Regions from separate parts of the Zea mays genome. Here region 1 is linked to region 2. The links are chromatin contacts, called in public Hi-C maps. All regions are on one chromosome and are shown on one strand. Each heading gives the region's core, a stretch centred on a gene start, on an enhancer-like site or on the middle of the called end of the contact. The rest is flanking DNA. Distances are from core to core; before and after follow the strand shown.

Region 1 (7,629 bases), core at 4,522-7,021, 420 kb after region 2:
GCCACTTTTGATGTACTTTATTAACCGATAATCGTCTCATAATCTTGGATTGAACTTTCGACTCTCGTGGTTGTTAATTCTATCACATTGCTCCGTCCACTGTCTGTCCATCTCAGTCGTTATCTGCTGATTCTCTCCCTCGAAAATACTTTTGTGTAATACAGCGACACATGCGCAGTTGCGCACACAGGGGTGGTGGATCAAAAGGAGACCTGGGCGTAAAACCTAATTATTGTGGTCAACAGCCAAAAACAGTCTTAAAAGCAAGACGGGCACGGTCCCATATGGGGAGGGTACGGAAGACAAAAAGGAGTAGGACAGGACGGCCTAGGATTGTAGGATGGCTAAACGGGCTACTGTGTCGCTGACACTATTAATTACGGCACTATTATGCATGATACTATTAGACACTATTAGGGCATGTACAGTGGAGAGACACCAAAACGGTTCTCCAAGCACAGGAGATAACTAAGAGACTCTATTGTACAATGGAGTGTCTATAAACGTAGTCTATTAATAAATACAGAATTAAATGTATTTGTATAGCATCAGATCGATAGAACAGACGACAAATTCGTACAGTGGGAAGTGAGACGTCTGTTGTTACTTGGTTTACGAGCCAGAGGCGTCTCTTCACGGAGAGACGGCTCTAAAATTATTTTGCAAATAACCCCCTAAAACACCTTAAGAGCCCCCACATTAAATACCACTGTACATGCCCTTAGTAATCATATTGTGTCAGCACTAGTGTCTAACTATCAGTCTAGGCACTACACTATAGTGCCTAATCGTGATATGCCGGTATTATACGACACTAGCATTTAATAGTGTCAGTACAAGCCCATATACTATTTGACTTTAAGAGCTCAAAAAATATTCAAAACATTATTGTACCATCAGAACCGTTTAGGACTTGTTCGGATAACTCTCAATTCATGTGGATTGAGTGAGATTGGGTGAGTTTAAATCCCAAGAAAGTCAAAGCTTTTCTAATTTTTTTTCCAATCTCATCCAATCCATGTATAATGAGAATAACCGAACAAAACCTTAGGTGGAAGCTTTTTAAAAGCGAATGGAACTCTGATAAAACTCTCACCGAGACTGATCTACATGGCGAGGGCAGTGAACCTAGACAAACTGGGCCTGTTTGGTTCACTACCTCAGTTGCCACACTTTGCCTAACTTTTCTGCCTAAGGTTAGTTATTCAATTCGAACGACTAACCTTAGGCAAAGTGTGGCACATTTAGCCACAAACCAAACAGGCCCTTAATATTCCTTCCAAATTATAATTTATTTTAAACTAACATACATTCTTAATTAACCTATGCATATAGTTTGTAGTATGTCTACATTTTGAAACTGGACAGGAAAAAGAAGCTTGAAAAGAATTATATTTTGAGACATATAGAGTAAAAAAATAGTAAGACAATTTCTCTTATTTCCTAATCAATCTTAAACTTGTTATGAATGTGTTCTTTTCATCTTCTGAGGAAACGGGGAAGTATACGATTTTTCATTTTAGAGCGGTAGATACATTCATACATATGAAGCCTATAAGAGTATCTCCAAAAGACTAGCTAAAAGATTCGTCAAACCAAATGTTGGCTACTTAATAGAAAAAATAACTCTTCAACAGATTAACCATTCAACTAGTCAAGCCTTCCGGCTCTCTAAATTAGTCCCTCTCTAGTTAAACTTGGCTAGCCACTTTGGGTAGCCAAACTAACTTACCAAGTGCGGGATAATGTGTAAACGGTAAACCCACACGTTGGTGTGTAGAGAGAGCTAAATGTAGCGATTGAGAGCATCTCCAAGGGACCCACCATCTATTTACCTCTCCATAAATATTACACTCTAAATATAGCATATCACTCTAATAGACTTCATTTCACATCATCTAAATCTCAACCGCTACATTCAACTATCTCTCGCTCTCTCCACACACCGACGTGTCGGTCTACATATCATCTCATGTTTGGCAAGTTAGTTTGGCTAGCTTAAGTGGCTAGCCAAGTTTGACTAGAGAAGGAGCTAATTTAAGGAGTTGGGTAGCTTGCCGATTTAGAAGACTAGTCTGTTGGAGAGTTATTTTGTTGTTAAGTAACTACGATTTGGATTCACAAGCTATTTGGCTAGTCTTTTGGAGATGCTTGATTTGAAATTTGGAAATAGACAGTCCGTTAGGGTGAGATGCTATATATAGAGTGTAATATTTGTGAAAAATAACCTGTTTGATTTTATATATTGGAGCACAAATTTGAGAATTGGAATCAACTTTCCAAATTTCTGTTGTTTCGTTGCGCATAGATTTGAGATTTGGAATGAGAGACACAATTCCTTAGAATTGGATTATAACTAGCCCCTCGGTATTGCGTAGAATTAGACCACACAATTCCAAACTCCAATCCAGTGACCACCAAACAATAGAATTATAATTACATCTCATTTAAATACCATGGTTGACTTGGTATTTAACCCAATTCAATTTCTTACCCTCCAATATCGACATCCAAATGGAGCATTAGGGCATGTACAACCCACATAAATGTCCAGTATCTTAAGGGGGTAAGTGCAAAAAACACAAGAGACGGTATCTTAGTGAAGGAACATCTTTAACACGGTTCTGTAAGTCTAGATACGGTTCTAACCATACAACCCACATAAATGAGTCGTATCTTGAGAGATTGTTTTGAATATGATATAAGATTTAGATACATTAGGTTATATGAAGGGGTTTTTTAGTGTATCTAATGCTTGTAGAACAAAAAGTAGTACATTCCCCTCCCACATACTATAATTCTCGAGTTAAAGATCGTCAAGAATACTGTATGCGTTTTGGAACCTACAGCTCACTATCTGGTGCTTGAATTGTCGCTTCGTTTTGCTCTGCTAATAAAAGATTCAGCGACCTTTTATCGCTAAAGTTGCACGATAACCACACCCATGATTAAAGTGCGGGCAGGCGATTAGGCGTTACAAACGGCATCCAACACTCGATAGGCATGCTCATTTGTTTGGGTGACTGGGACGTTCGGTCGCAGCGCGCCAGGCGCCAGCGTCCCAAGACCAAGAAGGGATGTTGACAGGTGGGTCCCCTGTAGCCCCAAAGGGGTTACAGCGTGGTCCAGCACCCGGGCCCAAACGTCTTCCAATGGCCTGACACATTTCAATACAGCAATCAATTCACTTTCGGTGAGAATCGTACCTCTAATTAAAACCAACAGTTCCTCATATCACCATTAAGAGACACCTTCCTTATTTGTTTTTTTCGGAAACATCATTATTTTCTATTATAATGGTATTGTTTGACATTTTTTAGTTTCACATTATTCACTTTAGTTCTATACTAAATCAAACTTGTTAAAATTTGGCAAATTATTTAGAAAAAACAATTTTAATATACTTTGGACCAATCTCACGCGCTGATGGCTAAACATTGCCTTGTTTGGTCGCAGACACTCGGGGCTTGTTTAGGAGCAGTGGATATGCTAGATTTTTGTGCTAGTTAAACTTTCTAAAGTCAAACTAAATTTATAGAAAAATATTAGTGACATTTATATCTCCAAATATGTATATATTTTATAACAACATATTTAATAATTATTCTGATAATATTTATTACTTATCCTAAACAGTAGTAATCTCTTATTCTCTTATGTATATTTCATTGAAGTTGAATATGTTAAGAACGGAGAAGGCACGTTTAATAAGATGAATGCGTAAGCATACATCAACTTTTATTAAAAAACTATCATTTCATGACTATTAATGTAGTCTCCACTCTCCAATATACGTTTAGCTAAATTTTTTGGGTGAAAATATATTGTCATAACTATAAGAATTACGTATTAAATATTCTTTATTAAAATCGGCAACACAGATCATTGTGTTGGGACAAACATGAATTACGATTCAGATACTAATCTTCAAAGCTAACCAAAAACTGAGCACATAAATCCTAAGACCTGTTTGGTTCTATGTCAGCTAAAATTTAAATGAAAATATTAGGTAACTAATGTTTAGCTAGCAGTGTAGTATTTGATTCACTAGATAATGAACCAGATATGCATAACTTTTGATTTGGTGTTACTAGTAGTGAAAATAATGGTTATACGAGCCAATGGCCCAATATTAGCTGTCAGTTGTGGTTGTGATAATGAGATAATAGAAGCTGGACTCTCGATAAAGTTTATCTAGTTTATTAGCTGGTATATTTAGTTTCAAGGTAGCTTAAGTTTAGAAGTGGAACCAAATAGAGCCTAAATAACATTTATTATAGTGTCTCCAAGAGAGGCTCTAAATATGACCCTATTTTTAAATATAGAGTTCGAGACCATAAAATATCCTTCAACAACGAAATTTACCAAATGATTATAATATTTGTATTTTCGGGTTCTAAATATTTTCTAAATTATAACTAATTGTTTCCTGATAATATGTTTTATTTCTTAAATAATATCGTTTTATTAGGTCTAACTGTTGGAGTAAAAAATTTGAGGCCCTAAACATCTTAAATATGGTCCTATTTCAAATTTTAGGACTCCGTTTTAGAATTCCTTCTTAAGTCTAGTTTGGTAACAACATTTTCCTAAATGATTCCTATTTTTTAAAGAGAAAATAAACTAATTTTCATTGAAAAATTGAAAATCGCTTGAGAAAAAAGGTTACCAAACTAATACTTAGAGATGCTTAAGGATGTGTTTGGTTGCAATGACAGGACGGGACGGGATGAGACGATCCCTCAAATAAGGTTGTTTGGTTCAGAGTTAAAGGTTAGGACAGTACTATCTCAGTGTTCTCTCTCAAAATTGGAGGAACGAGAGGGGACACCAGAGGACGTCCCTGATTTGGCTGCCCCGCAACCAAACGCACCCTAAGTCATCACAGAAAGCCATGTTTTTTTTCAATGATCGGCAAGGGTTGATGTTTTTGCGCAGTAAACGGCTCGCTGTAGCCGTAAGAATGTGTGCAACAATCTATCAATAGTTTACATAAAAGTATTTATTTGTATTGTAGATTGTACTATTCGTAAAGTAGAATTTAAATATAAATATATGAATGGGTAAGCTGATATAGTCTAAAGGCATGTACAATGGTGTTTAATGTAGAGACTCTTGAGATGTTTAAAGGGAGTATTTGCAAAAAAAATCGTGGAGCCATCTCTTCGTGAAGAGACGCCTCTAGCTCGTAACCCAAGTAGCAACAAACACGTCACTCTCCATTGTACGAAATTGTCGTCTGTTCTATTGATCCGATGCTGTACAAACACATTTACTTCTGTATTTATTAATAGACTACATTTATAGACACTATATTGTATAATTGAGTCTTTTAATTATCTCTTATGTTTGGAGAATCGTTTTGGTGTCTTCTCATTATACATGACTTAACAAAAACAAAAAGAAGGACCACAACCTACAAGAAACAAAGCTGTGTGATCAGTATAAAAGACTAAAGTAAGCTTGTGATTACCGGCGGTAAACGGCTGGCTGTAGCAAGCTATAGGCTATAGCAGCGGAGCAGCCACGCGTTCCACCAGTAAATCTGTCCGTTCCATTAAAATTTCTAAGGGTTAATTTGACAACTTAATTTTATCAAAAAATAATTTAATTTTCTTTAATAAAATATAAATCTTTTAAAGAAAGTTACCAAACTAGTTGTAGAGGTAAAAACTGAGGAGGAAGAAAAGCAAGGGAAGCAAATATCATACGCCCCCACTTCCGACTCCGAGCAGAGCTCCACAACAGTTACCACGCCTTTCGCTTTTTCTTTTGTCCTCCACTCCACTTCCCCTCTTCACGAGAGGAGAGAGAGAGAGAGAGAGAGTGCGTGCGAATGCGGAGTTACTCGGGGACTGGTACGAGCGGAGCAGGGGTGGGCGGTGGGGGAAGCGAGTGGAAGATTGGGAGCCAAGAGCACGGAGAGTGCCCCGGGATCTTCACCTCCCATCATTCGAGGTGACTATTTCTTTCGTTTCAGTTAAGCTTCTCGGATTCGGGATGGTTGCGTCTCTTGTTTGCGAAGGAGATGGGGATGCGCTGGTTTTGCTGGTTATTTTTGGGTGTGTCTGGGAAAGTTCTGAATGCGGTTTGGGTGCATTTTCCGGGTAGCGAACGGGGGATTTCAGGTGTGGTTCTTGGGATTTTGCGTCGGCGAGGGAGTCGTGGGATTTAAGCAACGCAGGAATAATTTGGTGGGTTGTTGTTTTCGCAAGAGAGTAATGTCTAATCCGATGGATTGAAGCATTGAACGGCACTTTTCGTGTTTGCACAGTGTGGAGTTTGTCCTACTTCCGGGAGTTGCTTGGCTTGGTGGCGCCCAGAATTAGTCTGGAAGCAGGTTGGATTCTTGGAACTCTTTGGATTGAGGCGAACGGTTTCCTTCATCTCCTTGCTCCTCGCCCATTTTTTTAGACAATGAAATCCTTGTGGTTCTTGTAGGGTGGAGTGCTGTCTGCGCAGAAATCTGCTCACCGGGTGCCAGGAAACAGGTGGCTGTAGAGAATTGCTTGGGGATTCGTCAAGAAACGACCCAGTAGGTGGTTGTGCACTTGTTATGCTGAGACTGAATGGAGGCTGTAGACAAGATTGCTGAGCCCAAAGACCCTTTTGTGCTCACTGCCCAGAAGGTTCAGAGCTCGGAGCCACCGATACCTATAAAGGCGTCATGTGAAGGGAATGACTCCCAACAGCAAGAAGAGACGGATTTGCCAGATGATGGCGAAGAGAGCTTCCGGAGCATGGATTCCTCTGATGAAGGTGTCCGGAGCTCCTTCTCTGGGGCTAGTCACCCTCCAGAGCCTATTGACATGGATATCATGAAGACAGTCTATGTTGCAATCGACGAGAAGTCCGAGCCACCGGTTAGTTTAGTGCGAGGAGTCTCGGTGAAGGGGCCTTTCATAGATGACCTCTCGATCCGTGTTACAGGCGCAAAGGCAAATCTGGTGGTAGGTGCAGGCGGTGCTGAAGGTATGGCTGAAGAGAGGAAGGTATCTGCTTCTGCAGTGGCATCAGTCACCACAGCAAGGTCGTCTCAGGCTACCTCTTTGCCTCAGGACTCGGAGGAGAAGGAGTGCGTCTGGGACGCTTCACTCCCTCCGAGTGGCAATGTTAGCCCTCACAGTAGTATTGACAGCATGGGTGTGGTCACTGCTATGAGCACCCTCAACAGCTGCACGAGCACATATAAAAGCGAGACCATAGCTGGTGAAGCAATGCTCAATGTGGAGAGGAACTGTGAGAGTGTAAAGGGTGTTCGAGGTGACTTACTAGAAAGTGCAAAAACCAGCATGAGTCGAGCAAGTGATAGCAGTGTTGTTAGTGATGACAGCAGCTGGAGCCACATCACTGGAGGTGCCAGCAAGCCTCACAAGGGGAATGATCCTAGATGGAAGGCAATTCATGCTGTACGAACTCGTGATAGCGTGCTTGGAATGAGCCATTTTAGACTACTAAAGCGTCTTGGTTGTGGTGACATTGGCAGTGTTTACCTCTCAGAATTAAGTGGAACTCGGTGCTACTTTGCAATGAAGGTAATGGACAAGGCATCCTTGGCAAGTAGGAAAAAGTTAAATAGGGCTCAAACTGAAAGGGAGATTCTACAGCTTCTTGACCACCCATTCCTCC
Region 2 (7,552 bases), core at 3,891-6,390:
TGCTTCGGCTTCATTGTTTTTCCTTGGTTTTTGGCTTCACCAAGCCATTTTCGTGTGTGCACATTTGGCAGCACTTTTGATTAAGAGGGTGGAGAATCCCTAACAAAAGCCCTGCCAAAGAGGACCTTAGAGAGAAGGGAATTAGGGAAATGCTTTCCATCTATTAGCCTCAAGCTTTCTGCAAATCTGCAAGTTTAGCTACTTTGAATGACAATTTTGGAACTATAGGTATTCCATGGCCTTCTACAGTTTTGTTATTCTTCAGAATCTTCTTATCTGGTGAGAAAAATACATGGGTACTTAAGTTTTCCATGTAGTTCATTATTTATTGGTTCAGAACTGCAATCTAATAGTTTTGTTTTTTCTCAGCGGATTTGGTGCAGATGAAGGCACCACTATCCACTTAGTACTATCTCGGACTCACCATCAGAGTGTGGTCCTTAGTATGCTGGCATCCAATCCTTGGCTCACTGTGCTGTTCGACAATTGGGCTACCATTTGAGGTGTGCATTAAGAAATAAAACTGAGGTATGTACCTTGACTCGATGAGGCATGCTGAGTTGAAAGCATGGATTCGCTCCATGATGTTCGGCTTTACTCCCGCATTCCATCATGCGTGGTCCTTGAACTTTCAATACAATTATGTATGACAGCCATTGTTTAGGCTTATCATGTATCAAAGCCTAGTCTATTGAATATTTGCACCTCATTAGTCTACATGTCTTGATAAATTGTAAATACGTTCTTCTTTAGGAATGGACTTGATGTAACTTTTGAAATTTGTATGGAGCCTCCTTTTATTATAACATGAATACAGATTATTTAGTTCTCAGAACTAAAAATGTCTTCTATGCTTCTTGTGAAATTCACGCCTAGTTATTTCCTGGACCAGTAAGGTTAGAGGATGTGCTTGTATGATCTATTTTTTCTTGGCGAGGAACTGTCATTCTTTTCTCAAACACACAAGTGAATTGTGTGCCTTTAGGCATCAAACTCTATGGCATGAAAGATGAATGGTATCAATGTGTTCATGTGTTAAAGCTATCTGAGCGAACTCTTGCTCCATACTAATGGAAATAGTGTGATTGAAATAGTATCAGTAATTATTCTGAAGTCTAAACACAGTTTTCGTTTTGGTTTCCTCTGTTTATTTCTCTCCATGTATGAGTTACACAGAAAAGCAAAATCATTAACTTCAGCTTCTCATGGTTCAATTACAATGATTTTTATGAAGTACACCAGTGCTTTTACATTTTTTAGGATATGCTTTCCAGTAAACTTTGATACATTTTTTTTGTATGCTCACTCCTGCTCTATCTGCAGGAATGGCTAGTTGCAGGTGAAAGTAATTTCTAGCTGGAACAGATCAGTCATCATGCTGATGTTTGATAGTTTCCTGCATTCTAGGGCATTGTCATTTGTTGTGGTGAAAATAGATAGATTTTCAAATCACTGGCCAAACGGACACATGCCTTGCACAATCCTGCATATGTACCTCGAGCAAAAAGTAAGCACATGCCAATAGTTTTGGGCCAATCAGAAAGCACAAAAGCAGGAAAAAAAAAGAGGGATTAACCTAAAGCAAAATACTCTTTTGCACCATCTTTAGGCCTAGGACCATCTCCAAGATGGCCTAATTGCCAATCTATTGAGCTCTAATGTAACTTCTGGCATATAATTAACCTGCCACTGCTAAGATATGTCCAAATTTGCATGATGGATCATTGCATTGACAATCTCATTTTCTTCTGCAGAGTATGTGGAGTGCACCCCATAGCAGACATAGAAAACTATGGTCACAAGGCTCCAGATGCCGAACCTCTGGTATGATCTCACCTTGAGAGTGGTTATCAGGAACACATTCAGGAAGACAGATGCAGCGGCAGGCCATGGCATCAGAGGAACCGACCACTCCAACGAGGGTCCGGCGATGTCCTGCCGTGCTGTGCAGTGGAAGATGGTGGTGATTGCTATGGAGACTGCGCCGAACAGTGTCATCCCCCACTGGCACCACCCATCGATCTTCCTCGAGAGGGAGAAGCCGAGAGAGCTCAGGGTGAGGAGCAGCAGGAAGAGGAGGACATGCAGGGGCCGGTTTGTGCCGACCTTCACGTACCGGTGGTAGATTAGTGCATTGGCGACCAAGTAGAAGACCAGCAGGGTTCCGATGGATATCATCTCGAACACTATTTGCAGCTCCGTGAAGAGTGCTAATGATGCAGTGCAGAACCCTGGGCAAAGAAAGCGCTAGGCTGTAAGAATGTATTGCAAAAAAAAGGGGGGCTCTGTATTCTCTAGTGACACGTCTGTGACTATGGATATCAGAGCATTCATCAACCTGCTCTAACTATAGCTAATGTATACTGATCTTAATAACCTGCTCTAACTATAGAAACAATAACTCAATCATGGAAAACAATGCTTGTTATGTGGACTCTGCCCCTCGATATTGGAAGTCCATATCAGAGCATCAAAGCAAAAGTGAAGCTAATCTAGGGCAAGAGGGCAGCTTATTTATTATATGGCTCACTTGGTCTAGACTAGGTTTATTTTATAAGTTATCTTAAGATTCATAAGCTTATGACTTTAACTATTATATTTACTACTACTGCTTGCTTGTCCCTTTTTCTACACATACACATGTATATAGTTCTCTTGATCTGCTTTTTCTTGGGAACGATGTATTTTATTTTGTATATAGTTCTCTTAACACTAGTTATGTCACCATTCCAACCATTTGGGAGTTAAAAGTTAAAAACATTTGTACTCAATAGTGCTGATATCTGGACTTGCAGAAAATATTTTCAAGCTACCCGGCATGTACGACTGCAACTTTACTGCAAAATTATAACACGGGTCGTCGCTGGTGTATCATCTTTCTTGCAAAAAAGATCTGCATTCTTGTTGTGTGTATACCTAGAAAGATGGTGGCGTTCATGGGGGTGCCTGTGGAAGGGTGGACCTTGGCGAACCACAACGGCACGAGACGCGCTCTGGCGATGACGCACAGGTACCTGGCCTGCCCCAGCATCGCCACCATCAGCGACGCCACGATGCCGATGCTCGCGCCGGCGCCAACCACGCTGCTCGCCCACCTCCACCCCACCTTCTCCCTGAACGCCGACGAGAACGGGGCGGCTTCCGATATCTGCACGTACGGTGAGGCGAGAACATCTAGCTTATCTAGGCACCGAGCGACCGGCCAGGAGTGCGTACGCATGCATGGTCACCCACCTCGGTGTAGGGCAGCATTACGCAGAGGGCGACGGACATGAGGCAGTAGAGCCCGGACACGACGAGCACCGAGCCGGCGATGCCGACGGGGAGCGCGCGGGAGGGGTCCCGGATCTCTTCGGCCATGGTGCACGCCGAGTCGTAGCCTATGTAGCTGAAGTAGACGACGGCGGCGCCGTCCAGGACGCCGCGGACGCCGTAGGGGGCCAGCCCGTGCGGCCGCACGAGGTTCCTCGCGCTGCCGTTCCACAGGCCGGCAGCGACGATGAAGGCGAAGAAGAGCAGGTGGAACACCGTGAGCACCATGTTCAGCATCGAGCTCTCCTTGGTGCTGCGTGCAGCAGTTGCGAATTTAATCGGTCTGGTCAATGATGCTAATACTATCTTTTTGCAAAGCGTGTTTTTTTTAAAAAAAAATCAACAGCAGCCAGAGAACAAGCTACTAGTATGTAATGTATCCATGTGTTTTTGTGTCATCGCATTGATATAGCAAGTCATGCACAGAATTTGTACTACTACTGTGCCCATCATAAAATACAGGAAGTAAGAACACAGAACCCTATATATATCACTAATGACAGTCTCAAAGGACAGACGACTATAAAAGGCACAAGTTAATGGTCTACATGCATTATTAATTTGTTACCTATAGCACAGGCATACGGTTATGAGAAGGATGAGCGCGACGGCCGGCACGTCCAGCTCATTGTACCCGTCGGCGATGCCGTCGACGACGATCCTCCACGCGTTGCGCTCCGTGACCCCGAACGTCGATGCCAGGTAGTCCGTGAAGCTCCTCGCCACCGCCGCGTTTGACAGCACGTACTCCATCAGAATGTTCGCTCCGCCGAAGAACCCCACGAACTCGCCTGACAAGATGTAGCTAGCTAGGAAGGATCATATTCATAGAAGGGTTTTGCTTTGCATTGTCCACTTTTATTAAGTACCTGTCCTTTATTATTAATTAGGACATGAACACATTTTTTTAATTTACGGTACACATATATCTGACCGTTACGTTTCATTAATTGATTCAAGTGATTCCTCCTTCCTTTTAAACGTACAGTAGCAGCGTGAAACCATGGCGCGAGAGGAAATGAAAGAGTCGTAATTATTAACCTACCGAACGTTACTCTGAGGTAGCTGAAGGCGCCGCCGGCGACGGGGACGCGCACGGAGAACTCGGCGTAGCACAAGGACGACAGCAGCGCGGAGACGCCGGCGACGACGTAGGACGCGAAGACGGCGGGCCCCGCGGTGTCGCGCGCCACCCTCCCCGTGGTGACGAAGACGCCCGCGCCGAGCATGCCGCCCACGCCGAGCCCCACGAGGTCGTACCACTCCAGCCGCCGCTTCATGCGCGCCCCGGACCGGTCCCGCACCTCGTTCAGCTCCTGCGTCGGCGTCCACGTCACCAGCGCCCTCCTGCGCAGCCGGTGCGGCGTCTGCGCTATGGACAGCAGCACGTCGCGAAGCGCCATATCAACGGCCTCTAGCGAGCAGCGCCCCTGCTACTATCTAGCTCCGTTTCTCTCGAGCTGTTAATTTCTCTCTTCTCTTCGTTCCTCCTTCTTTTGCTAGCTCCTCCTGGTGGCTTGCGCTTTCTTCATCTGTGGCTGGGCCTGGGTGGACGTAGCCGGGGACGATCGAATCGAGCTCGCGGCTACTATTTATACGAGAAAGAGAGGAGGAGGGCATTCAAGTTCATGGCCACTCGGACGGTGGGCAATGAAGTCTCTGCGCTTGTCCAGCTTTTTGGCGTACTGGCCTCACCCACGCGAGCGAGCTAGCCAATCCAGCAGGCCAGCACCAGCACTAGCAGTAGACGATGGATGCTTGTGTCCGTCAGTAACTTAACTGGGGGGGAACCTTGCCTAGCTACTGGCTAATGGAGAGTATCTAGCTCGCATGGGGGAGCAGCAGCTTCAGAATTAAGTGCATGTCTCCTGCTGCTGCTCGCTCTCCCCTGCAGGCTGCAGCGAGCGACCGCTGGAGCTCAGTGTGTGCTCGTTCCTGTCCGATGCCAGGTGGACGCCGTTCATCCGTGCCGTGCGTGAGTCATGTGCATGTTCGCCCCCAAAAAACACTATACGCAGATCAGCGCGCGCACATGCCAACACAGCTGGAGTTGCTGGGAGGCTTTTCTAGCTGCAGGCTGCAGCGCGACGCGAAATGCTGCTGTTCTTGTCCCACTTCTCAGACAATGCAAGTTTGAAAACCTTGAGGCGAAAGATGCTAGGTTGTTTCGTTGTTCGGATTCATTTTTACTTGGATGAAATATATGGTTGCAGATTCAGGCACATACTCTCATCGCTTCTCCATTTAATTAGGGTGTATTTGGTTGAGAAGTGGAGAAAAATAGACCGACTTTATTCTTATTTTCTGGATGTTTATTTTCGAAAAATAGGAACCGAATGACTTTTAAAGCCTTTATATAGAAATTTATTATAAATAATTGAAATGCTCCCGTAGTCCCCGTTCCACTAAAATGACCAGATATGACCAGATACGAGAGCTTCCTTAGACGCGAGCGCTCTCCTCCTCTCTACGCTCCGACCAAACAAAAAACGGTTTCATTTTAGTTGACTCTTCAATCAAACACACTCTCAGTCTTCACACACACCAGTACTTTGCTGTTGGTACATCTGCAAATGTGCTGTCTCTGACGGCTCCGGCATTTTCTATGTTGCCACAGCTGAAGCTCACACATGGCACAGCCGCACAGGGATCCAGGCTCCAGCAGGTAAATGCGTGTAGTGGATCTTGTCGCTGTTTATAAATGGCGATGAAATCTGTACTAGGATGTGGTCACGTAGAGCACAGATTCTCGTACCCTTCATATGTGAATGTGATCTAGCCTTGAAGGTAAGATTTATTATCGTGCTTTGCTGGAAAGCAGAGTGTGAGGTCAAATCTACATGAGCCCTACAAGGAGACCATCAATATACTACTGATGACCATGTTATTAGGCAACAGCAGGTGCAGGACCATGGCGACGTGTTGACATGTGATTGACCCTCCGCGGAGAGCATGCCTCATCAGGCACTGTCATCTGCAGGCTGCTAGCTGTGATTACTTCAACAAAAAAAAAAAAACCCAAGAAGCTGCAGGCGCTGCTCCAGGTTGTTAGGCTATCCGCACTCATATAACTCTAAATTTCTACTCTAAAAGGAATATTCTGTCCTAGTCAGCAAAATTCTTTACTCTATACTACAATTCTCCGCAGTCATATCTACTTCATATCTCAACTCTATACCAACTACCACATATTATATTATTTCTTTCTACCATGCTACCACACACGTACAGCCACATCGCCTCACGCTGTCAGCGCACAAGTTTCCATGACGGGAGGAGGGAGATTTGGAGTAGCTCTAGAAGTAGCGTTTTTCATGTCTTCCTTTAATTTAAGGTGGGCGGTAAGGTGCAACGTTGCAGCAGATTTTTACTGCATTTCTAACTGTATCCGGTAGCGCATGCTTTACAGCTTTCGAGTGCGGACAGCCTTATCTTTTATCCGCCTGAAGATATATGTTTTGAGCTACCAACTTCCAATTAAAACAGCACCAAATGCCAGAGCTGAAGCGAAAGGTGAGAAAATGCAGAAATAACCTCTATAAATTAGCGGACGTTATATGTAAAAAATCAATAGGATTGCAACATTCTGAAACAAATCCGCCTGAACCCAGTAATTAGGTAAAGTCACTTGGAAAATTAGCGAGAAATGATTGTTTTTTACAAATAAATGCAAACCTAAAACGTGTTTACAGGTACTGTTTAGGGGAACACACCAGCTTAGTGACTACAAGAAGGAACGCTGTATTCAAGCCTGATGTAGCTAGAGGCTGCGGCTATATGACTTTTCTTCTTCTTCTTCTCTCTCTCTTTCCCATGTATGGTCTTTTATGTTTGGGATTAAAGATTAATTTTGTGGCCGAGACTGTGAATGTGAGTTTGGGTTTACTTGCTTGGGAGTGTAGAGAAGCTTGGCTTGGACTGATTCCTCTCCTAGGAGAGACTGTGAAAAAGAGGCATGTCAGGCGTTAGACGATCGAGACATCGGGAGTATTATTAGAAACTGCTCTGAAAGTGAGTAGTAAACGTATTCTCTGATCCAACCGGCCCTTATCGGCTTCGTTCCTTTCTTCCAAGGGAACCTCGACGAGCTTTTCCGAGAACGCGATCTCTGTAGAAAGATAACATACGAGGATAGCACCAATGATCTGACGGCTTGAAAGAGAGGCCAGGCGACGTCCTGAATAGTCAAAGATTCAGAGAGCATAAAATGATTAGCCTGGAGCTCTGAAAAGATATACTC

Evidence for each region. Hi-C and Micro-C count contacts between places; a contact is called where the count stands out from the background.
Region 1: a Hi-C map of ear shows a contact between it and region 2, with 1.8 times the contacts expected there. The contact joins the promoter of LOC100285441 here to the promoter of LOC103641904 in region 2. A contact is called at or near these places in 2 of 25 Hi-C or Micro-C datasets (ear and tassel).

What each region holds. Positions count from the first base shown.
Region 1 is chr10:137,060,773-137,068,401 of Zm-B73-REFERENCE-NAM-5.0, forward strand. It overlaps LOC100285441, which reads left to right and starts at 5,772. Exons shown (of 3, transcript NM_001158334.1): 1 at 5,772-5,958; 2 at 6,442-7,629. The coding sequence starts at 6,570. It also overlaps a transcript of LOC100383051 not described here.
Region 2 is chr10:136,640,159-136,647,710 of Zm-B73-REFERENCE-NAM-5.0, forward strand. It overlaps LOC103641904 (cationic amino acid transporter 6, chloroplastic), which reads right to left and starts at 5,141. Exons shown (of 5, transcript XM_008665213.4): 1 at 4,358-5,141; 2 at 3,881-4,103; 3 at 3,235-3,565; 4 at 2,917-3,148; 5 at 1-2,231. The coding sequence starts at 4,715. The coding sequence ends at 1,693.